Regions from separate parts of the Mus musculus genome. Here region 2 is linked to region 1. A link is a contact called in public HiChIP or PLAC-seq data. All regions are on one chromosome and are shown on one strand. The core of a region is the stretch at or near the end of the contact, and the rest is flanking DNA. Distances in the headings are between cores, read along the strand shown. Region 1 overlaps Trdn (triadin). Region 2 overlaps Trdn (triadin).

Region 1 (7,922 bases), core at 3,358-5,857:
TGCAGAGGTAGAAGCCAAAGTTAAGTAACTCCGTCAGTGTTTTTCTGGAATCACAAAAGACCATAAATAAGAAAATCTAAATATTTTAGAAAGATAAGACTCAGTATTTGAGAAGTGCTGTATGTTATTGTGAATTTTATCCACTATCTGAAAAACAAGAATATTTTTCTTTATTATAAGTCTTTTCTCCTAAATTTGCCAGGAATCATATAAAGTGACTCATTGCTTCACTCCAAGATATTATTACAAATATTTGCATTTTTATATATGAAGATATTAGCATCTTTAGGCTTTCAGTCGACTTCATTTTCAACAGGCCATGCAGCAAACGCAGGTAAAATTAAAGGGCCCAGCACCAGTTATCATTTCTGTATTTTATTGTCTTTATTCTAGGTATGCACATGCAGTATGCAAGTTTTTAAAGGAAAATACAGCTTAGTACAGACAAAGCTGACAGTTTTAGAAACAGAGGCTATTAAGACAGACAACAATAAGAATTGTTTGGAATACCTGGTTTTAAATCCCCATGGACAAACATGTCAATCATATATCGACAGAATGCATACTGATCTGACAGAATAGAGAGAAAGAAGAAGCAATGAAAGTATGTCATCACCATCTGTCTTTTCTACAAGAAGACACAATGTAACAGAACAAACAAAATGGCACACATCTATTTTGACTACTACTTATCTCTGTGAAGGAATAAATTGTGATTTTGTGAGCATGCAAATGAAAATATATAACATGCAAAATGTTCCACTCATTACCTATAAAACCTCTTAAATATGGAATCAGAATTATTCATGGTTATATTAGAGTAGGAAATATTTGATAATTCAAAATCCTTTCCTTGCTTTAAAGCAATTGTTCTCATGTATCCTTGTGAAATATTTGAGAAGGAAACATGAAAACTCTCTCCAACTAGAAATGCTTCCAGCTGCTGAACCCAGGACCTCTGTTGGCTATCCAAGTAAGACTACTGATAGTTCTGGAATAAGGCACAGAGGGCAAGTGCATTGTATCTGTTAGGGTCCTGTTCATAGAAGTTCTCCTTATCAGAAATGTGATCTGGAGAACTGATCAACAGCACCAAATGATATAAATAATTAACTAACTAATAAACTAATCATTCTTGCCATTGGCTAGTCTGTATTCTAGAAAAATAAGCCAACAAAGTAACCAGATGTTTGATGCAGGCACAGTACAAAATGGTTTCAGGAGTTGGATTTTTTTTTTCACTTTTTAATTACTTACAACCCATAGAAATACATATTATTGCAAACTCTGAATTCTTTCATGGTCAATCTAATTCTAATATCCACTGTAAAAGATTTCATAAACTTTATCACAACATCTTTAAAACTTACATTATTATGATCCTTGTACATAATGATCTACATATCAAAACTTTTTATTAGGCATTTTTATTAACTCACCAAATGCATACAAAGCTTTAGCACAAAGAAATTTTATTGCATTTATATAGTATGACACATTTTATTTTTATCAAACAGAAAAGAACTGTATTTATTTTATAGAAATAAATACCCAAGAATATTTATTTATGAAGCTCTGCTGGGTCTTTGTTTGTCTTTAAAATAATAAATGTACTTACTATAATAAATCTAAAAAATAGAATCCTTTTCATTAATACTTAAATAAAGGTGAGTCAAAACTTATAATGTTTCTAAAGTTTATATATATTCTGGTTGCTGAAATGAGGTAGTCCATTTTTAGAACAGCCTACAAATCTACTTGTTTGTTGAAGCACTTCCAAGGATGGTTTCTGCCTTATCCCAGGCTCTGAGATTTCTATGGTGTTAGACAAAAGTAACATTAAAATAGGTACTATTTTTTCCTTCCTAGACACGAGATTTTGCTATAAACCAGGCAAAGAATATTTTTTCTTTAAGTGGACAATATGGATTTTGGACCTCATCTAACATATGGTTATTCCTTCCTATAGCTCAAGAATATTTCACAAAAAGATAAGAAATATGCCAGAATGCATGTATAGGACCCATTACTCACAAAATTGTAACGCCATGGGTGTATTCATAGTATGTGTGTTTAACAATCCCCTACTTTGTATAGTTAGAGTGATGGCTAGGAATTAGATACTACACAGTGTCATGAATAGGAACAGGAACCTCAGATAATCAATATGGCTTCCTCCACACAGTTTAAAATTAGCTTGGCATCCTTTTTCTTCCTCCAATAGGGCCCCCTACTGGTAGACCAGTGTTCCAGGTTCACAGCCTGACTAGGCTTTGCTCAAAAGTTGTGAGCCTATCTGTCTTTGGTCAAATTGACCAATCCTAAATTAGGTGATAAAAACCTCTGAAGGACTCTTAAAACCCCTCAGTGCTAGAGTGATGAAACGGGCTTCCAGAGTTCCCTTCACCCTCTGTAGAACATCTCTCTTTGAGAGTGCTCTGCAGGGTGCTTGCTTCCTCACCTTAAACAAAAACATCACCTGATCATTCTAAGACTTCCCTACCCCACCCCGCTTCCACCTTGCACTCCAGATTTTTCTTAAATTTTCATTCTTCAACTGGCATTGATCAAGACACCTAGAGGGTAGCAATACCACACAGAGTATTACTCTCTACAACGCCCCCCTTTTCTTTTTTTTTTTTCTTTTTTTTTTTCTCCCCACAAAAATCACTATTTGTATTTTAAATTCCTGGAATAGCCTTTTTTTCCCCCTTTCTTTCTTTCTTTCTTTCTTTCTTTCTTTCTTTCTTTCTTTCTTTCTTTCTTTCTTTCTTCCCTTTTTTCTTTCTTTCTTTCTTTCTTTCTTTCTTTCTTTCTTTCTTTCTTTCTATTCTTATATGTCACCTCTGTCTGAAGTTTATAAGGAAGAAACTACTTATAATATAAAAGGTTTGTATACCTCCCTACACACAGATGAAATATTGCTTTCTAAGCACAAGCATAAAATGGAGGTTGCATCCTGGTTACATTCAAATCATGCTGAATGATTCTCTGAACTAACTAAAGATGCCCTTCAGATTTCCTCATTAATTGATGTGTTCATTAGTTTCATGTTACAATTTTCTTCCTTAAAGGGTGATCTGAATTTCATAGTATTTTAGAATCCAACTATCCACATAGTGAATTTTCCTGATTTGTATCACAGTGAAATGGTCATTTAAGTTATTTCTCATTATTATATCCTTTTATAGCATACACATTCATATGTAAAATTATTTTAAGAGATAATACTTTATATTTTCAATGTTCAAGATCCTGTAATCATCTTGAAAACAATATGTTCAAATTTCCAAATGTTTTAATCTGGAGAAGTATCTGTAAAATTAGATTGAAATGAATGAAATTTACATAAAGTTTATCACCCACACAAAAAAAAAAAAAAAGAAAAGAAAAAAAGTACTCCCTTATTTTCTTGTTTCTATACATGCACCTTTTCTTGTTTCTATACATGCACCTTTTGTTTCATAAATTAAAGTTTACATGCATTATGTACATATCAAAACTTATAAGCATTGTGATGTTGAAAAATAAGATAAAAATACAAAGAATGTGTAATTAATATTATGTAGTTTGTAAGAGAAAAAATGTTTCCAGTTTTACTATTAAAATAGTCTTCTTAGTAAAAAGTTTTAAAGTCACAATAAAGTTGTATAGACACCAATTTGTCCATTTTGGGTTTTTTTGTTTGTTTTGTTTTGTTTTGTTTTTGTCCATTTTAGTTTTGAAAAAAATTATTCAATTGCTTTTAGAGTCAAGGAAATTGTTATTTTGTAACATTCATAAGAAAAGGTACAACTTTCTCAGGAACAGATCACACAGAGCAGACCTTGTGTTCTATATGTGAAGATCTGGATTTGTAGTAACCATTGATTTGGGGATAGAAAACCCAAAAAGGTACCCTAGTGGTGGGACAAAGAGGCCCTTTGTGACCATTTTAAATTCACACAGCACCTTTCTGTAAAAAATTTCCTCTCTGTAAATGGTCTATATCTGAGAAGTGAGTTAATACACCATAGTTGGTGAAAAGAACATCTGTCTTATGCAAACTATCCTAAAGTTAATTTTTTTAAGAAGACTAAAAAATTGCCCAACAATTCTTTATCATATAAGAGGTTTTCTACCACAATGAAATGAATTTATAGTTTAATGTGCATATTCTGAATGGTATCATTGCAGCAGTATCGAGGAAGTAATATTTTTATTTTATTTTTTCCTGTATGATTTGTGCATTGACTCCTGGAGCAACTCCTGAAGAGATGCTGTTGTTGTCAATTTTTAAAACTATCTTTTCCAGAGTCTAACCCATACAACTATTTAACTGTTCTGCCAAATCCTCAAGATTTCAGCGTTCAGCCCCAAACTTAAATAACTCCAAGTGATCACTCAACACTCTTTAAAACACTTGAAAATGCATCTAGCTATTTGAATACATTTTATTATTTTAGTATGTTAATACCCAATGGTAGTACTTCCTTTCAGGCTTGTTGGCTTGGATCTCTTTTTACCCCATCTGAGGTTTAATTTTAGTCTTTTCAGTTGACTGCATCTGCTTCTTGCCCATTATTCTCTTTGGACCTCCTGCTGTCTCCTCCTCCTGGAATGTTTACCTTTCTGCTCATGCACAGCTGGCATCTCTTTGTCATCCTTCTTTCTGGCCTTTGGTGGTGTTTTCGGAGTTTCTTTGGCTTTTGCAGCTGTTGGTTTCACTTTCTCCTGTTTTCCAACTTTCATTTCCTTCTTAGCCTTTTCTTCAGTCTTTTCCTTAGTCTTAATTTTCTTGTCCTCTACAAGAAGTTAAGACAGTTATTTTTCTTCACTCACATAATTCTTCAAGTCTTATTCAAGTCCCATTTTAAAAGGCAAACAAGATAATCAATAGAAAATAAGTGTCCTATAAATACTATTGACAATACTAGGGTACTATAAGTTTATGAATATGTTGTATTTGACATACAAGTCATGGACAGGTGAGGAGACTGATGAGGATTTCTGTTGTGGTTACAGTTTGTTTGGATTTTGGCTTTGATAATCAAGAGCTTAAGCTGTCCACAATGATTCATTTGCTTGTGACTGGGAATTTTTAATAAGAAAAATGTCTTCACTAAAGAGCCTAGTTAAAGAATTTTCTTTTAAAGGAATGTGATCATTTTGTTCTATAATAGAAAAATCTTAAGTATTACTCAAAAATAATACAATATAATATTTTAAAGAAGATAAATGCAAACAATACAAATGAAACATTACCTGCATGGTACTGTATAACAAGATGAGACTGATGATACTTACCGGAGACCAACTGACAGACAGACATCCCTATCATGATATTTATTAGAAACTGACAGACAGACATCCCTAATGACTAGGCCTGCAAAGATTGATAATACAGAAACAGATACACTCTCTTACATATCAAAGCCAGAGATCATATTCCCAAATGTTTGTAAAACTTTTAAAATGTACTAGCAAAAAGTACTAGCAAGTAAAATGTAGAATGTGCATTCTATTCAAAACACATTAACTTAATAGGAATTTTTGAAGAGTGAACTGGCTCACAAATAAATCATTCTGTGGATTGTTCTTTCATATTTTTTAAATCACTGATAGTACGATTCAATTAGTTCTAATGGGAATTGCATATTTGACATCTTCTGTATGTGGGATCATATATTTAACATAGATTTGACACACAATGAAGAGATTTGTCTGGACACTTCCAATACATTGTAGATATTATTGACACACATGTTAAAGAGTTTGATGAAAATACTGGCCTCTGTTTACTTTGCTTTGATGTAAAGCTTGTATCTGCCAACACTTTTATTAAGACGTGACCTTTATTATCTATTGTATATTTTGTATTGTACAAGATTGTTTTCTTATTAGTTTCCCCTACCAGGCTGGGAACAACTTGAGTTCAGGAACTCAGTTTTTAGTTTTCTATTACCATTGTGTTCAGTACAATGTTTATTTTCAGAGAATATAGAACTAGTGAATCTGACTTTTGGTATAGCATTGGAAATGTAAATGAGCTAAATACCTAATAAAAAATGGAAAAAAAAAGAACTAGTGAATCTGAATTAAATAAGAGTAAATGGTTCGCTACCTGTGTGTCATTTATATGATGTAGCAATATGTACTCTGCACATGTAAATAAAATGTTTAGAATAAACATGCCTATATTTTGAAATTTTACTAGCTTTTTTTATGCTGTTTGCTTGCTTATGTCTGTGTGAAATTGTTATTGTAGCTATCTTAAATGCCATCTAACTTTGCAGTTCAAAATTGATTTTACCTCTATTTTGATTTTACCTCTATTTTGATTTTACCCCTATCTTGTTACTGTAGAATTAAAGATTAGTGAAAATCTGATCTGTTTTAATGCTATTGAATTTTATAACTAACAAAGTCAATTCTCTTAGAGATAGGACAACACATTTCACAGAAGCATTACAATAACGTTTTATATAAAACTGAAGGCTTCCCTTCTTCTACTGTCAACTCCTTAAAACAAGTAAATTTGCCTTTAACTAGAAAACAGCAGGGTTGTTCAAGAACCAGGCAGAATTTGGGTTCACACGTCTTGACTTCTTATCCCATTTTCTTTTCTTTCCTCTCTGTTATTTTGTGAACTACAAAAGATGGGCACCATGTGTAGAGGGTCTAATATAAGCACCAGGAACAGGATGAGAATGAATCTCCATGTTTCTTGCAAAAAGAATTTCTAGGATGGTCTGGAAAAATACTGCCCTTGAACACACTGTATTTTATACAGAACAGAAAACACACTGTGTCATGTGAAAGTGCCAGCAGGAGACACAGTGTTCTAAAGGAGTTCATTTTAGTTTCTAACTCAAATGTTACCTGCTTAGCTTGTGCCTTTCTAATCTTATTTTATATTCTTAGAAACCCACATATCATATAAAAAATACTATCAGGAGCCATTATGGGACAAGCTAATAACTAGCAGGTGATGAACTTGAAGTGGCCTGCTTCAGATTATTATACAATCTGCGACAGGTGAGCCCTCATTAAACAAGACTGTGAGGGACTCATTTTAGAAAAGGTTCCTGCTATTAATATGCTTTTCCTGTTGTTATTAAACATATATAACAATCACTAAGTAGTAGCACACCCCTTTGGAACAGATGTCTGCAGATCCATGAAGATGTACTATCTTGTAGTGATGGTATATAGACAAATAGATGACTTAAGTCTTAATGATGATCCTACAAGAATTCCTAAAATTATATCTGTGATTACTAAGCTCTTTTATAATCAGACTGCTATTAGGTCCTTTTCTGATAATCAAAGCTGCAATGAGAACTATGCCAGTCTCTCAAGTGTCACCGTTTATTTGCTCTTAAATGGTAACCAGACTTTCTCCTACTCAGAGCATATTTCAAGAGGTTGTAAAACAATTAACCAAAGGTCATAAAAAAGGAATTAATGATTTATTATAGGTGATAGGACAGAAGATAAAATATCAACTGGGTTTATCTATACAAAACTTCACTAATAACTTAGTTATGGTTTTAAACCTTCAGTGAACCTGTGGAGCTGAGAGAGGTGATGGATTTTTAGCTAGATAATTACTCCTAATGGATATGCATGTCAACATTTGCTGTTTTAAACTTCTATTTCAATTTATGATTTGATTTTTGTCTGGACTTGTGATGAGCTTTGTAACATGTGGTCATGTATTCTGAAAGATATAGAAGTACTGAGGACAAAGATATGAAGGGAGATAATAGAGGAGACTTTTTTGCCTTTCCCTACTTAGACTAGATTCTTTTCCCTCTTCCCACATAGAGAATTTTCCCCTTTCCCCACTTAGGATCTTTCTGCTTTTCCCCTTAGATAGCTTTCATATGAAACTTTTTTACAACTTGGTAATAAATTCTATAATCACTTCTTTAAGTGTC
Region 2 (7,922 bases), core at 3,219-5,718, 180 kb before region 1:
TATTATATTTTCCTGTCCCCTTGTTCTTCCAGACCCTCTTCCCTTCCCTACCCACATAATTTTTTTTTCTAAAAGACCAACCAAACAAAAAAACATAACAACCGTAGAAACTCCCAAAACTAGTAAAATAAAACTATACCCAGAAAAACAAACAAACAAACAAACAAACAAACAAACAACAAAATGTACCCAAATAGAAGTACACACAAAATTTGTGAACAACCTCATTTGATGGTCAACTACTCCTGTGCCACGTACTTTGGTTCAGTCAGTTTGACAAAGCGAAAGCTGGGAAGCTGGCTCGTGAAGCAAAGAGTTCCAAGGAAACTCTCTTCCTGGAGTCTGGCACTCTCTTCCTAATCTATATAAACCACAAAATCAATTTTCTACTCCCGCGTTAGTCTAGTGTATGGATCCACGTGCTCTCTATTTAGTATTACCTTATTGTAAATGCCTTTTAAGATTGTATCCTGAATTAGCTAAAGCCTCTCCCAGTGTTCCAAGATCCCAGATAGCAGCAAGGAGCTTAACCTATTCAGTAACTAATTAAGCACTGCAATAAATCAAAGCCATTAACTCAGTTGTCTACAGTAAGAGACTAAAATTCTCACTGAGATAAAAATTTTATTACAGACTACATTCCATACCAAGAGTGAGTTTATATACTATCCTAATAATGAGGATTCTCCAGACAGGATAAAATTTAACAAGGCCTAGAGAATTTCGGTGTCAGTGACACTACATTATTCTTGAAGCTTGTCAAGAGTTAATAACCCCCTGGTGCTATTAACACTAAAGTGTAAAACTCTTGCTTGGCACAGGGCTGATCCGAGGCAGAGGCGCTAATCTCTAGTGTAAACATTTATCTGGTTCCTTTTGAAGTCACTCCTCTTGCATCTGGAAAACTTCAATATACCTTGCCTGTTATGATTTACAATTTATGATATTCGCTGTAATATAATTAGTCTAAAGCTCGATCAGAAGATTACATTCAGATTCTGCACAACCTCTCCTGTGTATGTCTGTTTGTCAAATTCATCCGACTCTTTGTCCACCTGCTCAAGAGACTTGTTTCACGCAGACAAAGGGGGGCCAGAGGGTCTGCGGCACTCCTGTTCATGAGATCTGTACTGTAGCAGTTTATATACACATGCATACCTCATATCTCTATTGGAAAGAACTGATTTTTCTTCTCTTAGTAGATATAACTGATAGTTCAGTTGTTAACTGTTCCCTTAGTGTCTAGGTTTTCCTTCCTTTCTTCCTTCCTTCCTTCCTTCCTTCCTTCCTTCCTTCCTTCCTTCTTTCATTCCTTCCCCAACTTTTAAAAAATAGAAATAAAAACTGTCAAATCAGGGTTGGACAAGACAGCATCAAGGGTAAGAAATGGTCAAAAAAATCCAAAGAAACAAGTCAATCATTTATTATTCAATCCAATCAATCAATCAATCAATCAATTAATCAGCCAGTCAACATATATTGTTTCACAGTGTGTTGGCACATGTAACTTTTTAATGTCCTACACTATTTCTAATTAAATATATCCATAATTTACCTTTATTTCTCATCTGCTTTCATAAAGAGAACTAATAGATATTATATACTTTCTCATAGTATTCTTTTCTTGTGTTTTCTTCCTGTTTTTGATAATGGCTTCTTATCTCACCTAATATATAATGATTATGGTGTTTTCTTTTTTTTTTTTTTTTTTTCATCCTTTGCCAGAGCAGCAGGTGCTCTTTTTTTTTTTTTTTTTTTTTAAAGATTTATTTATTTATTATATGTAAGTACACTGTAGTTGTCTTCAGATACACCAGAAGAGGGCACCAGATCTCATTACGGGTGGTTGTGAGCCACCATGTGGTTGCTGGGATTTGAACTTCAGACCTTCGGAAGAGCAGTCGGGTGCCCTTACCCACTGAGCCATCTCACCAGCCCCGATTATGGTGTTTTCTTTCCATACTCTTCTCAGTTCTTTCCCATTTCTCCTTCCATCTGGATCCACTCTTTTTCTCTTTCTTTCATTAGAAAATAACAGACTTCTAAAAATAATACTAATAAATATAACAAAATAAAATGTAAAACAAACAATATTACACTGAAGATGGACAGAATAAACCAGCAAAATAAAGAAAGCCTAATAAAAGATACAAGAATCAGAGACCTACTCAATAGCACCTTTTAAAAACATTAAATTGTAAGTCATAATCTATGTGCCAATGACCTGCTGCAGACCCACACAGGCCCCGTGCAAACTTCCTCAGTCTGTGTGTTCACATAAATTTTGCTTATGTTGATTTTTCTTGTTGTATTGGTGTCTTCCATTCCTCCTGGTTCTTAAACTCTTCAGGGTCTTTCCTTGAACTCTGTAAGGAGGAATTTGATGGATATGTCTCATTTAGGACTGAGCCTTCGAAGGTCTCTTACTTTATGCCTAATGTCTGTCTGTGGATCTCTGTATTTGTTTCTATCTGCTGCAGAAGGAAGCTTTTTTGATGATGGGTGAATTAAAAACTGATCCATGTGAATATCATTAGGAGTCATTTTATCACTGCATTTTTTCTTTCTTTTCTTTCTTTCCTTTCTTTTCTTTCCTTTCTTTCCTTTCTTTCTTTCTTTCTTTCTTTCTTTCTTTCTTTCTTTCTTTCTTTCTTTCTTTCTTTCTTTCTATTTTGGACCAGACTTATTTGGTTTTACCATATGACCCTGGGCTATATAGTCTCAGGTTCTTGTTCACCTAAGCAGTGGCAGGAATGGTTTCCATCTCTTAGGGTGAGCCTCGAGTCAAATTAGTTATTGGTTGGTTACTCCCAATAACAATGTGCCACCATTTCCCCAGCATATCTTGTAGGCAGTACACTGTTGTAGATAAAGTATTTGTGGGTGGCTTGATATTTACACTTCTCTTTTAAAAGCATCTTCAGTACCAAAGACAATGGGAAGTAGGAGATAGAGATTTATGTAGGCATCACCTCAACATCTTTATGCTTAATGAGTTGTCTGGGTATTATCTTAAACAATGAGCACTTTCAGTTTGTATAGAGCAATCTATAAACTTGGCAACATTCTGAGTTTGGGGGATTCATGTTGAGACTCTTTGGCCAACAACTTAATTAGATGTAACCCAATCCCAGTACTGGAAGTTTCATTTGGTGACAAGAAATGTCCAGTTGAGAATCATTCTCCTCCATTATTTGGTGATCGCATTTATATTTGCTTCATGTGTATATATTTTAGAAAGCTTCTAATGAATTAAGCCTCCACACTACCCCTCAATAGATACCTTTTAGCTGTCTCTCCCTGTATTCCATACAACTCATATCCTCCCCATTTGATCCTCCTAGTCTAGTCTCCGTTCATCCATAATTATCTGTTTTATTTTCCTATCTGTTCCCTTTACTTTCTTTCTCTATATCTATCCTGTTATTCTACAGATTGTAGATTGAATATTATTAAATTGGCAGCCATTATCTTCACATAAGTGAATGCATATGACATTCATCTTTTCGAGTCTGGTATACCTCACTCTGGAAGTTTTCCATCTGGTTCCATCCATTTGCCTACAGATTTCATGATGTAATTTTTTTAGCAATACTCAATTGTGCAAATATATTATTTTTTTATTCATTCCTCTGTTGAGTGACATCTAGCTTATTTGCAAATTCTGGTTATTGTGAATAGAGCAGCAATCAACATGGTTGTACAAGTGTCTCTATGGTAGGATGAAGCAGCTACCACAAGAGTCGTATAGGTGAATCTTGAGGTAGATTAATTCCCATCTTTCTGAGGAATCACCATACTAATTTTCATAGTGGGTGTGGTGTACAACTTTGCACTCCCACCAGCAAAGGATGAGTGTTCCTCTTATACCACATTCTATCCAGAATGAGCTGTCACTGTTTTTTGTTAATTTTAGCCATTCTCATTATGTGAGATGAATATTCAAAGTGCTTTTGATTTGCTTTTCCCTGAGAAAATAGAAGTTGACCATTGTTTTACTCTTTTTTTAATTAGATGTTTTGCTACATCCACTCCAGTGAAGTCTGTTTGACAGGTCGAGAGGCCTGGAAGCACTCACCAGGCAAAGAGTTTCAAGGAAACTCAACCTCCTGGAACCTTGGCATTCTCATAACCCATATACTCATACCCTATCCCCACGTTACTCTGGTATATGGATCCACATGCTCTCTTTCAGTATTGTTTTATTATAAATGCCTTCAAAGAAAGAATTCTGACATAGGTAAGGGTCCACCAGTGTTCAATGTACTAGAAAATCCTTGAAGCTCATGAGCTTGGAATTCAGTAGGAATTCAGTAAGAATGTTGCCTATTCAGTAACATTCAAATTTACTTCTAGTAGAGACAGTGAAACTAATTAGGCATTACAAAGAACTGAGCTAGAATATCTCAGGGCTAGTCTGCAGAGTGAGTACTTAGGACAGTAGCCAGTCTCACCCAAACAAAGGAATACACAATGGCCTAGTGAATGGGTAGGTTTACCATAAAAGAGTTAGGGAATCCCCCTGGGACAGATTTCTTCCCTAGGCCCAAAGAAACAGCATAAATCAGGCATTTACTAAGAACCCCTGGTGGTGGGCTTAACAATAGACTAGCATTTACTTAGTGGTAAATAGGACCTGGCCCCAGCCATCTTTTGATGTTTACATTCCTTTTGTATTGTGTCACTGTAACTCAGCTGATGAGTCTCTCCTTGTTTCTTGTTACTCTTCTGTATAAAAAATTTGATGCTCGATTTGAAAAATTACACTCAAATTCAACACGTTCTCTCATGTAGTATTTGGTTGTCATTCGCTGATTCCTTGCCCACCTGAAACTAGAGACCCGTTCCATGAAGATAGGAGACCCAAAAAAGGGGTAAGTCTCCAGCAATGTTTCTTGGTTTACATTTTAAATGCTATCCCCTTTCTTAGTTTCCTCTCTGAAATTCCCCTATACCCTCCCCCCTCCCCTGCTCCCCACCCACCCACTCCCACTGGCTGGCATTATCCTATACTGGGGCATGGAATCTTCACAAGACCATTTTAAAAAGTGTTTCTTAGATATTTTAAGTTTCCTCTATTGAGAATTTTGTTTAGAGTTGTTCTTCATTTTATAATAGGGCTACTTTCTTTAAATGTAGCTTCTTGTGTGCTTTATATGTTTTGGATGTTACCTACTATCAGATGTGTATTTGGTGAAAATCATTTTCCATTTTCTAGACTGCTGCTTTGTCCAATTGATACATCCTTTGCCATGTGGATTCTTCTAAGTTTCACGAGGTCTATTTAATAATTGATTATCTTAGTATCTATGCAAACCTATTCTGCTAAAAAAATTTAAAAAAAAAAGTTCTGTTCTTCTGTGCCAGTGAGCTCAAAGCTTGTTCCCATTTTTTTCATCTATTAGATTGAGTGTATATGGATTTATGTCTTTTATCCATTTAGAGTTCATTTATATGCAACCATCCAGGTTGGCCATCATTATTCATTGAATATACTCCTTCCTTCCAGAATGTATATGGCCTTCATATGAAAAATGAGGTGTCCATTGGTATATGGATTTCCATCTGGGTCTTGCATTCAGTTCCACTTATCAGTGTGTCTGATTTCCTGCTATTACACCTTTTTTAAAGCATGCTTTTTAGTGTAATTTGAAATTAGAGATGGTAATGCCTCCCATAGTTCTTTTATTATTCAGTATTGTTTTAGGTATATGGGGTTTTTGTGTTTTCATGTGAACCTAAAAATTTCCATGATTTGTGAAAATTTTGTTAGAATTTTAATAAGAATTTCAATGAAACTGTAGATTGCTTCTGGTATGATGACAATTTGAGGACTTGAGATCCTTCTATCTGCAGATATCTTCTTTCATTTATTTCACAGAGACTTGAAGTGTTTTCATCATACAAGTCTTTTACTTGTTTGTTTAGAGATACTCCCAAGAAACTTTATATTATTCAAGGCTATTGTGAAAGGTGTTATTTCCCTGATTTTCTTTTTTTGTTTGTTTTGGGTTTTTTTGTTTTTTTGGTTTTTTTTTTGTTTGTTTTTGTTTTGCTTTGTTTTGGTTTTTTTCGAGACAGGGTTTCTCTGTATAGCCCTGGCTGTCCTGGAACTCATTCTGTAGACCAGCCTGACCTTGAACTCAGAAATCTGCCTGCCTCTGCCTCCTAAGACACCTGGCTTCCCCCCACCCCCCGATTTTCGTTTGAGAATGTTTGTCATTTGTATATAGGAGGGCTACTGATATTTATTAGTTTGTTTTGTATCCAGAACCTTGCTGAATTTATTTGCTGTAGGAGTGTCCTGGCAGAACTTTTTGGCTCAGTTATGTATACAATCATATTCCAATCTTCCTTCTGTTCATAATATTAATTCAATACAATTTTGATGAAAGAATGTGGTACAAACTGACAAACTAGTAGTAATTCATTATTACATTCTTGCATAAGTAGTTACCTAATAATGGTTACATTGCTTACAGCCTTCTTCCTCCAGAGACAATATTTTTTTTGGCATTCTTTATTATTTTATTTTTTATATAATGAGTATGATATGTGCAATACAACTTATGTCATTATAACAGAACCTCATGCTTGAATTTGTGTTTTCAGGAATTTCATTTACTTTATTCAATATCTACTAGTATGTTTTTTTTTTTGTTTTCCTTTGAAATTAATTATAAGTGAAATATACCCAAATATTTTAGATATTAGGATTTTGATCAGATTATTTCCAGAATTGCCATTTATCCATTTGGAGTTCATTTCTATTCAGTGTGATAAGTATGAATGTAGTTAGTTAGATTCTTCTACAAGCACCATTCAGGTTGACCAGCATTGAGGATTCTCTTTTTTCCAATATATATATATGACCTTCATATGATGAGGTGTCCATTTTTATGTGGATTTCTATACCATGCTTTGTGTGCCTAAGCAAGAAGATAACTTTTGGAAGTAGAAAGCCTTTTTCCATCTTTACACAGGTTGAGGGGGTAAAACTCAGGTCTTCAAGCTTTCATAGAAATCCCCTTTATCCACAAAGCCATCTTGCAGGCCTTACAATATTTTTAAACTATTTTTATTTTGGAATCTGAATCTGACTTTGATACTTGTATTTCCCGTAGACTGTTCTTGGATCAATAATTCAGGATATTCTTTGGCATTTATGGAAAATATGAATGATTTAGATATAGGATATTTGTCTTTAAATTGAGAATTATATAATGTCATAGCTTTCTCATAAAATGAAATGAGAATTCATGAGATGATTAATAAAATAATTGATCTATAAAAGTAGCTAGAATAAGACTACCCAATGTCACAAAAGAAGTGACTAATAAGAATAGGCTAATGACAATTTCATTTTGAGGTAGCTTTATATTGAATTAGTATTTTACAACTATCAAAAAATTCCATAATTTTTTTCTTATAATCCATAAATCAAAAGTTCTAGTTCAGTAATTTTTCTCCATAAATATTATTTTCAGAGCTTTTGATGAGAATATAAAGCTGTTGGCGACTAATTATCCTTTATTTCAATTAAAAATCAAATGAATAAAATCAAAAGTTTCAAACTATAATGCTAAAAACCTTTCCTTTGAGCAAGATTTTGCCAATACAAGCTTGCACAGGAAACTGTGAATTGATTCTAAACATTTCAAGAAATCTCTAACAACCTTAGTCTATCAGTCTACCCAAAAGTAAAGTAAGAATACATTTTTTATGCTAGGAATCATACTAGTCCTTGACATACCTTAAAATGTGTAATTTCGTTATTCCAGATGAATTTGCAAATTGCCACAACTCTGTGAAGAATTGAGTTAGAGTTTTTATGGGGATTGCATTGAATCTATAGATTGCTTTCAGCAAGATTTTTACTATAATTAATCCTGCCAATCTATGAGTATGGGAGATTTTTCAGT

What was found. HiChIP or PLAC-seq counts read pairs in DNA pulled down with a chosen protein or histone mark.
Region 2: a contact with region 1 is called in an H3K27ac HiChIP or PLAC-seq map of epiblast stem cells. The contact joins two enhancer-like sites. A contact is called at or near these places in 2 of 484 Hi-C or Micro-C datasets (differentiating embryonic stem cells and embryonic stem cells), 1 of 115 datasets of contacts at active chromatin or transcription factors (epiblast stem cells) and 1 of 9 other capture datasets (embryonic stem cells).

What each region holds. Positions count from the first base shown.
Region 1 is chr10:33,192,811-33,200,732 of GRCm38.p6, reverse strand. It overlaps Trdn (triadin), which reads right to left. Exons shown (of 38, transcript NM_029726.2): 8 at 4,608-4,784; 9 at 511-570. Among named protein-coding and RNA genes, the nearest start is that of D830005E20Rik, 60 kb to the left of the region's middle. Within about 2 kb of position 4,607, at least 13 of the 459 cell types and tissues checked have an H3K27ac peak or open chromatin away from gene starts, as enhancers often do. A contact at or near this core is called in differentiating embryonic stem cells and epiblast stem cells, where this site is marked.
Region 2 is chr10:33,372,342-33,380,263 of GRCm38.p6, reverse strand. All of the region lies in intron 21 of Trdn (triadin), which reads right to left. Among named protein-coding and RNA genes, the nearest start is that of D830005E20Rik, 120 kb to the right of the region's middle. Within about 2 kb of position 4,468, at least 13 of the 459 cell types and tissues checked have an H3K27ac peak or open chromatin away from gene starts, as enhancers often do. A contact at or near this core is called in differentiating embryonic stem cells and epiblast stem cells, where this site is marked.